Linked DNA regions of Zea mays: region 2 is linked to region 1. Evidence: chromatin contacts called from public Hi-C data. All regions are on one chromosome and are shown on one strand. Each heading gives the region's core, a stretch centred on a gene start, on an enhancer-like site or on the middle of the called end of the contact. The rest is flanking DNA. Distances are from core to core; before and after follow the strand shown.

Region 1 (2,855 bases), core at 197-2,696:
CAACAGGTACCGTCCTTTTGTGGTTTTGCCATTCCACTGCAGTCCCGATGTGAACTGCCATGGGTCGATGTCGGTCCTCCGGTTGAAGTTGCAGTGGTTTTCAGATCAGCCAGGGTCTCAGGGGAATCGTTCGGACGGACCGGCCTCACAGTCCCGATGTGCAGAGTGCAGGCATGTAGCAGAACAGGTTAGTTGCTCGCTACTCGGACGGTACGGTTTTTTTTTTGGTCATGCCAATGACCGGGGAGAGTTGCACGCACATTTGTGATGAAACCATGTGAAAATCCTAGATTGATCATTACCCAAATAGACCACACAGCATATTCCTACTGAGGGCATGTTACATAAATAACACGTATGTTAAGAGGTATTTAAGAGATAAGTGTAAATAAAAAAACACAAGAGGCGTACCTTGTTCCTTGTTCGTTTCACCATTAATCAATGCGTACTGAGTGATATTGAGTCGGTTTATAGCAAGTCAAAATCCATCCCAATACATTCCAATACACTCCCATTCACATGGAATTGGAATAACCGAACAAGGCCTAAGGAGTATTTAAGAGTTAAGGGTAAAAAACATAAGCAAGAGATGTATTTTGACGAAGGAATGTATCTAACACGGTTATCGAGTCTAGATATTGTTAAACTTATATAATCCATATAAATGAACCATATTTTAAGGGTATCTAGTAAATAAGATACAAGATTTATATATATTAGGTTGTATGAACGAGTTTCTTAGACGTATCTAGTGCTTAGAAAACCACAACATATTATCTCAAGATGACTGTATATACCTTTAGCGAATGAACGTCTTTAGTACGATTCTCAAATTCTATATACCATTAAATTCATATAATCTATATAAATGAGCCGTATCTTAATGCTTCTAATAAATAAGATATAAGGTTTAGATAGGTTGGGTTATATAAACCATAGGTGTATATAATGATCGGAAAAACGCAACTTACTATACATGCCCTGATACGTACAGCGGCTGGTGAGCAGGTGGGAAAAGCGTGACATCGGGGCACACGCCCAAGAGCAGGTGGGGTCACCGCAAGCAGTGCATCTGTGATCTGTGCATGGTTGCGTGCCCGTTCCCACGACTCTGCTCTTTCGTCAGGACGTGCTTGGTGCTTCGGTGCTTCCCGCTACGCCCGCATCACGGCATGAGATTCTACGAATGAGCCCCTGATCTGCCGCCACGTACCTAGCATCGAGATCCTACGGACCCAGTCGCTTGATCCGGTCCGCACGCTCGCTCTAGCTCGTGGCGTAGCGGAACGGAAGTGGAGAACGCGAAGGGAATCGGACCGTTGTTATGAGCCTATGACACGTCAGGTCCGGGTCATGTGACTGGGTCCGTAGGAAGTGCGGGCGTGAGGGACGAGGCCGAGCGGTGTGAGGAAATAGAACCGGGAGACTGGAGCGGAGGCGGGAGGAGGAGGAGGGAGAGGGGATCGAGAGGAACGCGCGCGAACAGAAGAGAGGAAGGAAGAGGAGGTGGCAGGCTCGGTTCCGCGCGCGCCGACGTGAGATTCCGGGCCGCACGTGCCCGCAGGTGAGCCGCATTGTCGCCTCCGCTCTTCGATCGGTGCGCGTTGCGCATTTCAGGGGGTGGTGTGCGGAATCCTTCGTAGGTTGGGATCCAGGCGTCTATGAGACAATGAGGTTGCCGGGTGTTCATCTGGCTTCAGGATGCTGTGCAGGCTGCATTCGTTTTGGGGACACCCGCTTGTGCGTCAGAAGAGCCTTTCTCCGCGGCGTTGCTGTTGCATGCGGGAGGGGGGGTGGCCCGTTGCGTGCTTCATTTACGAATTAGATCAATTGGTTTAGGGCGCAGTGCATGCGGATCGTTGCGGGTGTGGCTTTTCATCCGGGGGATCTTTTGTTAGCGGTCAGAAATGACAAGATTTTGAAGACAATTATTGGTCCGTGTCATGTGCAGTGTAAACTTGTTCGCTCGTCTTTATTTTAGCACAAGATTCCTTGGTGATATCTTGTTCGATCTATTGAAGATTGTTAAGTAGAGTTTGGGTCATTTAAGAAAAGGTGCTTTGATGCCGTGCAGCCTGAACTCTCTTCTCAGAAGCTCAATATATATATAGACAATTTGCAGTTACTTTTGTCTTAACTCTTAAAAACCATTTATTAGAAAGCTTATGTTTTGGCACCCTAACTGCTAGCATGAGAGCAAGTATAGCAATGGGCTATAAGTGTGGAAGAGAGAGACATAAAAAAGTAAGATAAGTGGGCTCTCATGCAAGAGCCAACTGCTATACGGACTCTAAGTCAAAAGGATCAAAGAGAAAGAGACAAGATAATAATCTAAGAGCCAACCTTATAGCCAACATCATTATTTGAATGTTTTTATTGTTGGTTCTAGATGTCATGGCAAGAATTTAGAGTCCATTATGAGCTCTATTATTAAACTTGCGTTGAAGCCAAGTTCAATTATTTGTGGGCTCCACCGCTCCATGATGTTGGAACTTCAACTCTTAGGCTATCTCCAGCAGCGTACCCATCCACATCCTTATATTTAAACTCCACTATGTGAACAATGCAGTCTACACTCTACAGTGCAAAACAATGTTTTGGGTGACCATATGGGTGAACCGTGGAAGACGGTCTTATCAGCCTATCATTTCTAGTATAGTTTTCGTTCTCTAAAAAGTATATTCTGTTACATTGAACAAGACAATGAGAGTTTTCATAGTTCAAAATGTCCCTCTCTTTGTGACTATGTTGTGCTATATGATACTCCAGGTTTAAACGGTGGAATAAAAACTTAAGCTCACACTTGTGGTTTATGCTGAATTCAATCCAGTGAATCCGAAGCTGACCATGAAGAA
Region 2 (2,863 bases), core at 150-2,649, 490 kb before region 1:
AATTTACAAGAGAACGCTGCATCAGATATCCAATGTCTGGAATCTGGATGCAAGATAAAAAATAAGTAAATGTGGTTAAAGCAGGCTGCTCAGTGCTCACTAGTACTCAAGTGAAAAAAACATCATGGTTAGTAGTTAGTACTGATAAATTTCTTCAATTCGATTATTGCTTCTTAAATTACCTCCAACTTGTAAGATGACTGTGTCACGAAAAAACATTAGTTCTAGAGAAGAATTTGTAGACCTAACATCAAATATAACCCTACAATGATGAAGAGGGAATTTGATTCTCTAAGGTGTAATGTTTGTGCAAAAACTAAAAATGTTATGGTAAAAATAAGAACCACGCTACAAATTGGCAAAGACACTGGCCTCACGATTTCTACCAGCAAATAAGATCAAAGTCTACACCCAATTTCAGCAAATGTGACTACCAATTGATTAACTGAAACAACTTGCTATTCTAATGCCTGATCACCCAGGAACTAACCCTTCGCAACCCCAAGCAAAAAATGCTAATATCTGACCCAAAAAGTTCCTCAATTTGCAAGTAAGCCAACGAATTCAAACATTCAACCCCCAATTAGAGTATGCAGATTGTATGAGTGAGTAAAAGCAAACGGTATTGACCACCTCACCTCCTGGCGGAAGTAGGAGTACGCGAGGGCCATCTTTGACTGAAGATCTCCCGCGTCGGCGGCGAACTTGTGCAACAGGAATGCGAGCGATCGGGATGCCGGGCGCGTCATCCCGGCGCCGGTGAGGAACGCGAGCGCGGACTGCGCGCCCGGGTGCCCCGCCTCTGCCGCGGCCTCGATCTGCGCGGCAGCCGTGGCGAACGCCGCGTCGTCCCCATCGGACGCTGCGGAGAGCATCGCGCGGGCGCCCGCGACGAAGAGCGCGTCGGCCGACGAGTCCGTCTCATCGCCAGAAAGGGGAGGGCTTGCTGGGTCAAGAAGAGGGACCCAGGAGGACGGGGAGAGGAGCGGGTCGGCGGCTGGTGAATCGTCGGCGAAGTCGTCCCACCCGTCGTCGTCGGTGGAGTCGGCAGAGGGGAGGGACGGGTGCGCGGCCGAATCCTTGAGGAAGTCCTCACCGGAGAGAACCAAAACAAACGGGCGCACTGCAGCAGCTGGGCGAAGGAGAGAAGCGACCACGGCGAAGGAGACGGCGGCGAGGAGGAGGAGACGGCGGTGCAGGACGCGAGCCATCGGGGAAGGCATAGCCTACGAGAACACAAGATCTCACCCCCGTTGCACGGCAGGGAGTAGGAGTTGGGACTTGGGACTGCGCAGGGGATGCTGGCAGGTGGGGCATGTCGAGCGGGCAGCTTCTAGGACTATGACGTGGAGATGGGACCCGCAGTGGAGACGTGTCCGTGCTCCGTGATTGGCTTGGCGTTTGAGCCTGGTGTGGATCCGAACTTAAGTGATTTTGCTTGGGTGTGCGCTGCGCTATCTTTCTATATGGCCCATGGGCTTACGAGTTTTAGACTTATTTGTAAAACTTGAGTGACTCTAAATTTAATCTATCTATATCTTCTTCTTTTTTCTCTATCTTCTTTTTCTCTGTATAATCCATCAGTTTAAATTTTACAAAACTCACTCAACTAAATCACCCCCACATCCATAACATCGATCAACTAAATTACATCGAGACTTAACACACTATCAAATATATATCTCTATACCACTATATAATCTATCAGTTTAAACTTTACAAAATTCACACAACAAAATTACCTCCACACATATAACATCCACTAAATCCACCAAACAAATTGTATCTAAACTTAACACATCATCAAAATCAACGGATAATCTCACCCCCTTGCTCATTCAAATTCAATGAACAATATTATTTGGATCATCCTTCCCCTTCTCCCTCCCCACAACCCCGTTGCCCTCTCCCCTCACTCAGGCCACCAGCTCCGCCATCAACTCCTCCCCCTCGCGCTGTCGTCGCCATCGTCGACCCCTCCCTACGCGGGATCGTAGCATTAGCACAGGCTATATGCTAGTAAACTATATTTAAATTGAATTTTTATATCTAGTAGTTTCATTGTAGATCTACTTAACTAAAATAAGGGATCTATCTTTAGATTTGTCAAATTGGTTGAGCATGTGTTTCCACCAAATTTAAATTTAATAAAGTTAGAGAAAAAAATACCTAACATATCACTTGTTACATAGAAAAAACGGTTCAATTATTTTCTTCTTGTCACTTACTCCCTCCGTCCCATTATATAAGGCGTAACCACCTCTGGTTCAAAGACCAAGAAATGCATTTAATTGTCTCTATACCACTGCATCGATATACGTATGCATAGAGAGAGCACGCCTTATATTGTGAGACAAGAATAAAAAGTGGTTACGCCTTATATCCTGAGACGGAGGGAGTATTTTTTTAAGCTTCGCCGCAAAGACTCCGTTGAGCCTACAAATCGGCGGTCACGCCACAACGCACCCCACTGACCAGTTTTCACGTCCACTCATGTCACCCCACACCCTAGTAAGGCTGCACCACTGGGCTCATGAGACCGTCGTCGAGGCCACTGAAAGTTTCATGTGTGATTTTGATAAATGGGACGATAATTGACTAATTTGTAAGGCTTGTTTTTTGAGCTACAACTTTTTGGAGTTTTTTAAAAGATATCATTAGGCTTTTGATCCTGCAAAGTCAATAATAGCTTTTCAATAATGTTATTAACTTTTTAGACTTAGAAAGCTACATAAAGCCCATGAAACCAGGCTTTTAGCTTTTTACATAAACTCAACTTTTCCTGAGCTTTTGGCTTTCTGAAAGTTAAATAGAAAAATAATTGTTTGTTTGTGCTTCTGGCTTTTTGGTTGAGAAGCTACCA

What was found. A called contact is a pair of places that touch in the nucleus more often than the background predicts.
Region 2: a Hi-C map of endosperm shows a contact between it and region 1, with 2.0 times the contacts expected there. The contact joins the promoter of LOC103633963 here to the promoter of LOC103633789 in region 1. A contact is called at or near these places in 3 of 25 Hi-C or Micro-C datasets (endosperm, leaf mesophyll and tassel).

The regions. Positions count from the first base shown.
Region 1 is chr1:35,936,531-35,939,385 of Zm-B73-REFERENCE-NAM-5.0, reverse strand. LOC103633789 (rho GTPase-activating protein 7) reads left to right here and starts at 1,446. Exons shown (of 22, transcript NM_001351113.1): 1 at 1,446-1,564.
Region 2 is chr1:36,427,172-36,430,034 of Zm-B73-REFERENCE-NAM-5.0, reverse strand. It overlaps LOC103633963 (ERAD-associated E3 ubiquitin-protein ligase component HRD3), which reads right to left and starts at 1,399. Exons shown (of 7, transcript XM_008655622.4): 1 at 639-1,399. The coding sequence starts at 1,223.